2 separate regions of the Rattus norvegicus genome follow, and region 1 is linked to region 2. A link is a contact called in public Hi-C data. All regions are on one chromosome and are shown on one strand. The core of a region is the stretch at or near the end of the contact, and the rest is flanking DNA. Distances in the headings are between cores, read along the strand shown.

Region 1 (6,234 bases), core at 2,826-5,325, 140 kb after region 2:
CAGTAGGTCTGGTTACATTTAACTGGGTTGTTGGCCGAGAAAGTCCCATGGAAATCTCCAAACCACCCAGGTTGATGCTAAGATAAAGGGCTGCTCTCCACAAACTGATAGCAGGACACCCTCCCTCATTGCAGAGGACAACACCCACACAACTGACTGAACATGGAGGTGTTGTGCTGGTGCCTACACAAAGCCTTCAACCCAACATTCTAGTCTCTTTGGTGCAGGAAAGTACTCCACAGGCTACGAAAGAAACATAGTCACCAACCAGTCACAAAGCCTTCAACCTAAAATCTATAAAATATGTTAGTGCAATGGTGACTCAGAACTTGTGGAAATAGCCAAATCTTATTTGACTTAGAGCCACTGCATAAGAAGAAACCCATGCCCAATGCTGCTTGAGTAACCGAAAACCAGACTAGATAGCCCAAAGACCTAAGGTAAAATCAGACATGACTGGCAAAAACAAAACACACAACAACAAATGATTTCTAATGGTCTTCTGCTCTACTCATAGATTGGTGCCTTACTTAGTCATCATCAGAGGCTGCCTCTGGTTTCCTTCTAATTTGGAAATCTCCATCAAATCGCTCCCTGAGAACTCAGGGGATCCACCGGAAGAGGAGGAAAGCTTTTGAGTCAGGGGGATGGGGGACACCAGAAAAACAAGGCCTCTGAACCAACTGAGCAAGGTGCACAGGACCTCACAGAGACTGAAGCAGCAAGCACAGGGCCCACACCAGGTCCCCCGTGCATATATTCTCGCAATTACCTCAGTGCTTTTATGGAAGACTCCTGACTGTAAGGAGGAGTGGGTCCCAACTCTTTTGCTTGCTCTTGGGATCCTTTCCTCCTGTTGGGTTGTTGTGTCCAACTTTAATATGAAAGTTTTTGCTTCATCTTACTATATTTTATTTTGTCATGTTTGTTTGCTGTCTTAGAAGCCTAATGAGAGACAGAAAAGAAGTAGATTTGGAGGGGAAGGGAGCTGGGGAAGACCTTGGAGGAGTGGAGGGAGGGAAAACCATAAGGCTATAGTGTAAGAGAAAAGAACCTATTAAAAAACAAGTACTCAGAAGGCAGATAAAGTAATTATAAATATGAAAAAAAATGTTTTAGGAAGGAGAAAGAATGCATGCCCAAAAGTCACTGAGGAGATGAATGTAGGAGACTCTCCACGTCAGACGGGTTACACACGGCCAGACGTGGCAGCACACACCTCTAATCCCAGCACTTGTGAAGCAAAGGCAGGTGGATCTGAGTTCTGGGCCAGCCAGATATACATTGTGAGACCTTATCTCAAAACGAAAGAATAAAGGAGGAGTAGAGGAGGAAGAAAGAAAAGAAAGTAGTAAAGAATGTAAAATTGACTGAGCTATGGGTGAGATTTCAGGCAGGTGCCTGACATTTATGCCATGACACAGAATTAGCATTAACTCCTTTACTAATCTTTATGCCTTCCCAATGTTTGGACCATACTTTCAAATTCCTCACAAGCCTAAAAGCTGGAATCTTACACAGCTGACGTAACACAAGGGAAGATAAGAAAACTACACAGGGACAGAAAAATGGTGGAGAGTTACCACTCGGGAGACACAGCAGCATGAGAGCTTGTACTAACAAAAGGAAACAAAATATGCAAGCCACCAAAGAAAATGGATGGGGCACTACAAACAAAAGGCCAACCCCTACATCTCCCTTCTACTCTCCCTGGGTTTTGGTCTCCATCGTGCTGAACTTCTGTTCCGTCAGTTTCTTTATGAACAAAGGGAGCGAGCTCTCGGTGCAATCCCAAAGCCAGCAGACGCAGGCCCAGACCCATGCATGTGCCTTCTTTCGAGGAAAGCTCACATTTCTGGTTCACACTTTTTTCCTTGTAAAGTCTGTTTCTATCAATCTGTTTCTATCCCAAAGACCTGTGTAGACCTTGGTTGCACAGGGTCCCGGGCACTAGTGATGTCATTTGGGGTGCTCCTGCCACCACTTTCACTCCAAACCTCAAACACTGATACTTCCTCCTGGTCATGTAAGACAGAAGTGCCCACACTGTCCTCAGCCTGCTCAGCTTGTGTGCTCGAGGCAGCCACTCCATCAGATAACAAGGTGTGCTGCCCCCGGGCCCCACCTTCATCACTGGAGTCTCAAAGCCCTCACCCAAACCGTATCACTTCGACCAACTTCAGATCATTAAATCATTCACATTCAATTCTATGTCCGGCTAACATAAGCTTTCAAAATGGTTCACTTACCATTGATCTCTTACACTCAAAAAACGAGTACTGCAAAGCTCTACAGTTGCCTTCCTTCAAGCACTGCCGTGGGGACTTTCCTTCCTGTGACAGACAAACCAATATGACCATCTGAAAAACTGTCACACAAAGCGCAAGACCACTGTTCTTTGGAAAGTAGTTCTTTTCTTTTAAAAAGTTGATTTAAGAAAATTCTTAATCCCTTTTTGTTAACCTTGGTGGTTAAAGAAAAACAAATGTAAAGATTATCAAATAATGGAGTACTTTTGAGTCTGTTTTTAAATTTAATTTTATGGGTGTTTGCCTGCATGTACAGGTAGGCACCACATACAGACCTGGTGCCCATGGATGTCAAAAGAGACTACCAGATCCCTGGAACTGGGAGGTATAGAAGACTGTGCACCACCATATAGGGTGCTAGGACCAAATCCTGATCCTCTGTAAGAGTAAGTTGGCTTAACCACTGAGCCAACTATCTTTCCAGCCTCAGAACCTAAGATTTTTAGAACAAATCATTGATGTTTGTATAAGCCTTCCTATGGATGGGAACTGTGAATTGGATGCGTTAAAATAAGGACCTTTCAGTGTTGGTACTAAACTCTGTTTGAGTGTTAAGGGGGAGGGGAGCGCTGGAAAAATGGCTAAGTAAGCAAAGTTCTTGCTGTGCATGAAAGCTCCGGTTCAGCACCCACACAAAGAACGGGGCATGGTGGTGGCAGGAGCCTTTAATCCCAGAACTGGGTAGTGGAGACAGGCAGATCGGGTTAGTCTAGTCAATCAGGTTCACTGACATGCTTTACCTTATTAAAGGTGGAGGGGCTAGAAAGATGAGGCAGTGGGCTCTTCTGGGATCAAGGTCAGTAACGGGAAAACCCTGTTGAGTTCCCTCTGGAGTTTCAACTTTTCTGGCTTCCCAAGAGTCATGAAACCTAGTTCTAAACCTTCTCCCCACTCCCCTTTCTCCTATCTCCCACTGGGAGATATATTATGACCATCTAAGTTCATACCCTAAGTTTCTCTGAGCCCCTATCGTTCCTCGACTGTTTCCCGTATCAGCACATAGTATAAAGGCTTATGTTGAATTCCTCCCAGAATGCAATGCTGCAGGATTAAGATGGGTTAAAGATCGGCAGAGAGAAACTATGGGATACCATAAGATATTTCCATACTCCAGAAGCCAAGGAACCAAAATCTCCACCACAGATCAAGTAGCTATGCAGCGCAGGCGCAGGCGAGTCTCTGGAGGAGAGTGCCCAAAAGTGAGTGCCAGCACTCGGGAATCGCTTCTTGAACTGAGATAGCTGAATGTTTACAAAATCCTTAGGTGGGTAATAAGTTATCTCCCATTTAACACCAGTGAGAACTGGGGATGAGAGCTCAAGAGACCTGTTCAAAGTCAGGAGCGGACGCGCGACCTCTACCCTCGACATGACCTCCCTGGCAGGCCAACATGGAGCCAGTCTCGGCTAAGCTCTACCACCCAGATTCGCTACCTGGAGCACACAGGCCGACTGCAGCAGACATGCACCCAGATCCTCCTTCACGCCCGCACACGCGCCGCCCTCCGGCTTGTCCTCATAATACCGGGGCATGGCGGGGCCCACCGCCCTCACCACACCAGATCACGGCCTTCGGTCACCCTGGACCGCCCGAAAGGGCGTGGGCTACGCCCACTGACAAGCTAGAGGCGAGAGTAGGAGAAATCCTCAACTTCCGGCGGGATTGTGACTCTTCGGGGTATGCGCGTGCGTGGCGGAAGTGCGTGTACGTGACGTAAATACAGAGCGCCGCAAAAGTGCGGGCTACGTAGAGGCAAGGGAAGTGGCCCCAGCGGCGACTGGGCTCCGTACCCGGCTAAGGTGGCGGTAGTCTTGGTCCCAAGGCGAGGCCTCGTGGGCCTTCAGGTGCGGCCTGCTCTGTGTGCGCGGGGTGGCGTTCGTGCCGACGGCCGTTTCCACGGTCAGTTCGCAACCTGGCATCTGAGCGGCTGGGGGTAGGACCAACCAGCGCCCCGCAGCTCAAGTCCTAGGCCCGCCGTGAAGCTGCTGGGTAAATCCAAAGACGCCCGTTTACGTTGGAATCGCAGGATTAGAGCCGTTTTAAGAGTTCTAAGGAGGTCTAGAATTTTGCACAGGAATCACACACCTTGTCACCGCTTGTTCTTAACTGAAATGTCACTGAGCCGTCTATATTTTTTGTTGACAGAGGCTTGGGGTAATGGAGACCTGCTGGCGGGGCGGGGCGGGGCGGAGTGCCGCGGTGTGCTGGTAGGCTGGGCGGTGACCAGCAGTCACTTAGCTTTGGACTAGTTGGACTGGACCCTCCCGCGCAGTTATTCCTCCTACCTGGCTATTCTAGGAGTAAAACCATCAAGGAATGGAGTTTGCTTCGTTTTTGATGTCACATTCTGAATAGCCAGGAGCTTGCTGGCCATCGCTGATGGACTTGTACAAATCAGCTGTGTGTCTTACCTGTTCAGTGACCCTACTTTTAGCTTAGACTTTTTTGTTCTTGTTTTAAAAATCTTGGTCATTAAAAACATGGAATTTTTGAACCAGTGTTCCAGTCATCACACATCCCTATATTGCTTTTATCTTGGCCTCCATTATCAGTAGTAAGCAACTACAGCTGCCAAAGGCTTGATTGACATGAAGGTTGGGAAACCGTGGACTCGAGTTAAGTAGTTTCAGGAGATGCAAGAGAGCATGATACTGCCTTGATGGTTTTAACACTTGGCTGGTCCTTAATCCTTTCTGAAGGTGACAGGAGAAAATGTCATAGCTCTGAGGAGTGTTAGTAGCTAAGCATTACATTTAAGATTGCATCTAAGAGAAATGTTTTCATTCCATCTAGGAAGATGCTACCAAGTACTTCTTTGAATTCTTCGATGTACGGGAATGGAGCTTTAAATTCCAGGGATGCAGCAAGACACACAGCTGGAGCAAAACGCTACAAGTACCTCAGAAGGCTTTTTCGCTTTCGGCAGATGGACTTTGAGTTTGCGGCATGGCAGATGCTCTACCTGTTCACCTCCCCTCAGAGGGTTTATAGAAACTTTCACTACCGGAAGCAAACGAAGGATCAGTGGGCCAGAGATGACCCTGCCTTCTTGGTCCTCCTAAGTATCTGGCTCTGTGGTAAGTGTGTCTCAATTTACAATCAGTATAGTTGAAAAACAAATTGGGGTTTTGGATGAAAGTTTATCTTCTGTGATAATGTAGAATGGGTCAGAATCTTGGGGTGTGTGAAGCTATGGGGTTTGTCTTTTCTAAAACGTTAAGAAGCTGGCAAGAAAGAAAGTGTTCTTCCTAGTGCTGGCTTTGACACACGCCAGAGTAAACTACTGTACCGGGGTGTGCAAAAGTAGGGGATGGGATTCATCCCATAGTTGGGTTTTTCCTTCTCTTTTGAGACAGCTTCTAGATGGGTGGGTCAGGCTGACCTGGCACTTGGGATGCTCTTAACTTGGCCTCTTAATGCAGGCATGTTCTACCACATTGGCTGACTTTAAAAAAAGACTAATATAACCCAAACCCAACTGCGTGCCAAGAAATGTTAGGATAGGAACTATGTTTCTTTTTTTTTTTTTTTTTTTTTTTATGGTTCTTTTTTTTCGGAGCTGGGGACCAAACCCAGGGCCCTGCGCTATCTAGGTAAGCGCTCTACCACTGAGCTAAATCCCCAGCCCCAGGAACTGTGAGGCTGGGAGGTTGTTGTCTGTCTTGTTTGATTTTTGGCAGGAGGAGGGGCACGGGTTGGTTGGACCAGCAATAGAAACCAGTGGCTTGAATAGACCAGGCAAGTGCTCTACCACAGAGCTGCACCCGCAGCTTTCAGAGTAGGGTTCTGAAAATACTGATTGAATTTGAAAAGAACCTTTAAGTTCTCCAGGACATCAACTGGAGTACAGCAACAGTCCCAGTCAACTAGAGGGTGTTGAAGTATATAGTAGGTACCTTTCACATTTACCTGAACTTTAAGTTGA
Region 2 (5,748 bases), core at 922-3,421:
GCTGTGGAGACTTTATTTAGTTAGTTATTTTGATCTTGGGGATCATGGTGGTCTTTTCACATTACTCAGAATGTACAAGAGTCAAGGAACAGATACTGGAACCCAGATCAAAGTCTTGAATGGCTGTTGAAGTGAGATTAATGTTTATTTTTAAACTCATAAATTAAAGAAAAAAGTTGGAGGCTATTGGAGTGAAAACCCTCCTCGGCTTGATTATAAATGACGTTGCTATACAGGCCACTCTTTGTCATTAGGTTGACACAGCTAGAATCCTCTGGGAAGAGGGAGCCTCAGTTGAGAAAAGACCTTGGCAGAGTTGCTCTGTAGGCACCTGTGTGAGACATTTTCTTTTTTTTTCTTTTTTTGGTTCTTTTTTTTTTTTTCCCCGGAGCTGGGGACCGAACCCAGGGCCTTGCGCTTCCTAGGCAAGCGCTCTACCACTGAGCTAAATCCCCAACCCGAGACATTTTCTTAATGGTTGATTCAGGAGGACAAGATCTACTGTAGGTGGTGCCACCCCAGGCAGCTGGTCCTGAATTCTATAAGTAGCAGGCTAAGCAGGCTGTGAAGACTTTCAGCTCCTGGCGTTTGCTTCAGTTCCTGCCTCTAGGTTTTTTCCTGCCTGACAATCGACTTGTAACCTGTAAGCCAAATAAACCTTTTCCTACCCAAGTTGTTTCTGGCCAGTGGTTTACCTCAGGAGAACAGAAAGCAAATTAGGACTCCGGCCATAAAATTTATTATCTGATTGTGGAATGCTTTTGAGAGTGAAAGGGGGGTTTCTGTTAATAATGTTACCAGAAGAAAATCAGCTATACTGAAGTCACTTGAATTTTAGAAAAAAAAATAGGACGATATTTTTAATTTTTACAAGCGTGTTTGAGTTTCTTGGTGTTTGGTCTTAGGGTTAAGGTTCAGTCAATATTTTCTCCCGCTCATCTGAAATAAAAGCATTTGGTAATAAGTTACTCTTTAGAAGATAAAAGTGGGTGTGGCGGTGTGTACCTGTTATCTTTAGGGCACAGTGGCAGGATCATGAAGAGATTGCAAGAGATAGGCAGCCTCAGCTACCTAGTGAGTTGGTGACCCTGTTCAAAAAAAAAAAAAAAAAAAAAACAAAAACAAAAGCAAAAGACAATCCCCCCTAAACCAAATCAAGACAGAACAGAACAAGCAACAACAACAACAACAAAGAAGACAAATGATGGATGAAAAAGCTGAAAGGTGTTTTTGTTTAGTACAGTTAAGTTTCCCTTCCTCAGGTAGAAATGTTGTTTCAGCAGAGTTAACACACAAACATCAGAGGCAGGGAGACCCTGTCTCAATGGAAATAAACAAATAATACAATAAAATTAAACAAACGTATCTCCTGAAAGTTCTGACTGGTCTTCCTCCCTACAGGAAAATAGAATTTTGTGGAGGAAGTGTTAAGGACCGTTTTTTCTTGGGTAGTACAGGTCTGGAAGCAAGTGTGTTCAAACGATTGCAGCGCGTTGACGGCCATGCCTACTGAGTGATGGATTAGCTACACCTGCACTTCTGACCTCCACTGCCTTTCTGGAATCACTTGTTCCCTGGGCAGGAGCCTCAGGGCTTGTGAAGGTGGAAAAACCTCCCACTCCTGGGTGACATCACAGGAGAGGGGTGGGACCTTATGGGAGGAGCGGCCTCCCAAGGGCGGAGCCAGCGAGGAGGGGGCAGGGCGTCAGTCAGGGAGTGGGGCGCGCATGCGCGGTGAGGGGGCGGAACCGGGGCGGGGCTGTGTGCCGTGTTCTGAGAGAAGGTGGTGGCAGGATTCGGGCTGCCAGGGAACGGCGGGTTCGGGTCTGGGGTGGACGCCACTGGCCGGAGCGAGCCGGCCAGAAAACAAGTCCCGTCCAGTCTTCAGGACTGGGCAGCAGCCGGCGGGGCGGAGGCCAGGGTGCGCGGCCCGGAGGACGGAGGCTGGGACTGAGCAAGTGTCCGGGCCAGGGCGCGCCAGGTAGGTGGGCCGAGCTGGGCCGTGCTAGGTCCAGTGGTGCCGGGCTTAGCAGAGCCAGCTGGGTGGCTGGGAGCTGGATACACTGGGGATTTGGCCGGGTGGCGCCGGCGGTTGTCATGGCAGTGGCACAGCCTAGCGGTTCTCTGGCCGCGTCTTTGGAGCGCGGTCTTAGACTTGCGGTCCCCTTGCCGCGGGCTTCTCGGGGAGCTCTGTGATGCTCTACATCGAGCCTGCCGGCAGCATCTCTACTGGATCCCACAGGCATCCAACGCTGGAGGCCTCGCGGTATCTCGGGTGTCAACACACCGGGTAAAAATAAACATGCGTCTTGGTGGAAGACACCGACTCTGCGTCCTCCCAACTCTTCGAGCATTTTTCTGTCCGCACATCATCCAAGACAGGATCTCCCTCACCTTTGCTTTATGTATTTTATATTCTTCTGGCTTTCCTAGTGAGCGAATTGAGGCCTGAGAGGTTTGCAGGGATCTGTGGTCGTCTTGTGCAAAGCCAGTCATGAATGTGTAGGCCACGGAAACACTCAAAATGTCAGACACAAATTTATATCTTTGTGGGCGAAGGGAGGGAGCGTTGATGGGCCTTGGTTTCTCTTGCCCCTTGTCGCCTGCCCTCTGACATTACATAATGGTGGGTTCCTCCGGGCTGGAGTTGTCAGTTCATGAAAATGACTCTCTGGGTAAGAAGGAAGTATTGGCCATTGTAAATCTTTGCCTCTGAATGTGTTTGGTGTTGAGAGATTGCCTAAGAGTAGAATGTGATTTGTCACCTGCCAGTTAGGGCCTCTGAGCCAAGGGTATGGGGGTGGGGTGGCATGGAAATTGGGGTGTTGCAGTGATATTCTGCTTGGTTCACTCCTGTGCCCCGTGGGTTCTGTGGACAGTAGGGACATCACAGGGCTGGGGACACAGCAGGCTGATCTGGGAGTAAATCCTGAAGATTCTGTCACTTGCTAACTCAGGTTCTCAACGCCCTCATCTGTAAGAAGTGTCAACAGAACCTCATTTGCTGAGTTTGTTTTGAAATCCAATTGCCGGTGTCAGGAAGCGAACAGTTAGCTATAGGCTGTCCTACTTAAGCCTAGTTGCTTGATGAAGATGGGGAATTTTTTTGCTTTGGATCTGGGCTAGGGCCCTTGTTTGGGGAGTACATTGACAAAAGGCTTCTCCTGGATAATTTGGTTCTTTGAAGGGGACTGGTGCTCATTCGAGGAGGTCTGCCTGTGGTGGTGTCAGGAGATCACAGTGTTCCCCGGGTGGTGCTGCGTGTGGACAGTGTTGCCAGGAGGTGTTCCCTGTCTCTTGTCCACATGATATAGAAAAGAGTCAAAGTCACTAGGATGGTCCTCATAAAGACTGGACTTCCTTGAGTGGATGTTGGGTAAATATAGAGAAACCTAGGGCTGTGTTCCTACTGTGAGAGCATTTGTCATCCTTCCTTAACTGGTCTCTCTGGCTACTTTTCCTTTCAGAATCTGCTTAGGTAATCCCTGACCCTCAGGCAGACTCAGTTTAGGCTATACATTGTAGTTTATTCCATTGTTTTGGAAACTGGGTACTTTGTAGCATTGCTGTTAAAAGATCAATATTGGTTGTCAAAAATCACCTTAAGGAAGTAACACGGGAGCTTTGTATGCATGATGCTGCCTACTCTGGAGAATTCTCAGTCAGCCCCTGAATGCACCAAAGGAAGGGACTAGGCAGCGCTGGGGACCAGCATCCATCTCCACCAACTTCCACTAACTTCGCCACTAACTTCCATCTCTACCCTATGGCTTAGCCGCTCAAGAACTCAGAGTAGAGGGGAGACTTTCCATCTGGGCTGTTTTATCTTAGTTTGGCATTTTAATGAAAAACTCCTCCTCAGCTCCATTTCCAGAGAAGCTCTCAGCATCATCAACTACTTAATGGTGTCAGGAGGCTTCGACCCACACTGTAAACGGCACAGTTCTGCAGCTGGATTATCTCAGGTTGTTCGATTGATGTTCGAGAGACTGGTCCTGGGGGCAGAGGCTCTGGGCAGAGCATGATAGGGAGACGGTATTCACTCCTTGGGGGTTTGCTTCACTTTGCCTGTCTCTCTGTGCTTAAGCAAAAGAAAAGGCTATCATGAACCAGTGCTTAGAAACCCCTGGACTGCTCCCTGCTCTCTTAACTAGTATAAAATATTTTAGATGCCCTTGGTCCAGATTCTCCTAATGTTAGCATCTCACTGTGTCTCTGTTAACTTTCTCTCATGGTCATGTTCTCATGGGGTAGAAGGAGGCTTCAAGATAGGGTTTCTCTGTGGTGCCTTGGCTGTCCTGGGACTCACTGTAGACCAGGCTGGCCTCAGACTCACAGAGACCCACATGCCTCTGCCACCAGAGTGCTGGGATTAAAGACTTATACCACAACTGCCCTGCTATTTTTTTTTAAATAACTTAATCATAACTTGATGAACTTGATGCCTAGTACCCTGTACCTCTAAATATTTCTAGATGGATTTCTTTCTTTTTAAATTTTATTTAAATTTATTATTTTTTCAACATGCTTTCATTGATTCTTTGTGAATATCACATCATGTAGTCAGATTATACTTATTTCCCTATGTTGGCCCCTACCCTTGTGACCTCCTCCCCAAAGAAAATAAAAAATAAAATTTCAAAGTGACAACAAACGACCCAAGTTCAATTTGTGTTGTCTCTATACTCACTGGAGCATGTTCAAACTCCCAGTGGCCTACCCCTTAAATAATGCTTCCCCCCTTCTGTACCCAGGCCAGAAGCCATCAATGGTGGGACATCAACATCTTTATCACACTTTTTAAGAGTTTTGATGGCTTCCTGTTTAGCCTGCTACTTTTGAGGGTTGGGGTGGGGGCAGGGTAGAGGCTGTCACAGAAGCCTGTGTCTCTCTCAACTATGCATCTGCAGTCATATCACTACAAGAGTAGCTTCCTTGTTCTTTCCAGTCAGCAGGAGCACCGATCATGGGCTTTTGAGGTGAATTTCTTAAAAATGAGACATTCTGGGGATGGGTGTGTGGGTGGGTGAGAGAGCACCCTCTCAGAAGCAAAGGGGAGAGGGGGGATGAGGTGAAGAACTCAGGGTGGGGTGACCAGGACATTTGGAATGTAAATAAATAAAATAAAAAACTAAAACATTCTATGCATACAGTACTTAAAATTCAGGAAATGGACATTGACACTCTGCAGTTCTTTAATGCATAGGTCTTATTTAATTCTTGGAAATCGTTCCAGTGATATTCTTTAAAGAAAACCCTACCCTAATGTATTATCTTCTGTGTTTGTTGGTGGCTACAGTCTCTTTTGGTGTTTCTTTGTATTGAATTGTCATGTTTGACATTGACATGTTTGAAGACTGCTGTTTTAGAAAATGCCCCTCAATTTGGGTTTCCTGATACTTGGATTCAGGATTGTGCTTCTTACAGGAACAGCGGACGGAGTTGCAGCCTTGTCAGATGGCAGAGACTGCCTCCTACCTCATTAAACTTGACACTAGGCTTGTTAGCTTTGATACCTGGATGAGGATGCTGTGGGCCTCATTGAGAAGTTACATTTTCCCCTTTGTGGTTAATCTGTATCTCTCAGGGATGTAGGACAGTGTTACTATTACTCCTTATATCCAGCCATAGCTAGAGCCCATTGTTGCCTTTCATGTGAATCTTACTAGAGTTGCAGGGATTTTCTAATAACTGTTTCCTTCTACATGTATTAAAAAGAATATCTTTTTTTTTTTTTTTTTGGTTCTT

The links. Hi-C and Micro-C count contacts between places; a contact is called where the count stands out from the background.
Region 1: a contact with region 2 is called in a Hi-C map of liver, with 2.3 times the contacts expected there. The contact joins the promoter of Unc50 here to the promoter of Inpp4a in region 2. A contact is called at or near these places in 4 of 12 Hi-C or Micro-C datasets (frontal cortex, liver and mammary epithelial cells).

Annotation. Positions count from the first base shown.
Region 1 is chr9:47,156,743-47,162,976 of GRCr8, forward strand. It overlaps Unc50 (unc-50 inner nuclear membrane RNA binding protein), which reads left to right and starts at 4,076. Exons shown (of 6, transcript NM_138919.3): 1 at 4,076-4,298; 2 at 5,103-5,386. The coding sequence starts at 5,107. It overlaps Coa5 (cytochrome C oxidase assembly factor 5), which reads right to left and starts at 3,930. Exons shown (of 3, transcript NM_001195488.2): 1 at 3,743-3,930; 2 at 2,250-2,333. The coding sequence starts at 3,841.
Region 2 is chr9:47,022,321-47,028,068 of GRCr8, forward strand. It overlaps Inpp4a (inositol polyphosphate-4-phosphatase type I A), which reads left to right and starts at 2,172. Exons shown (of 26, transcript NM_031002.4): 1 at 2,172-2,290.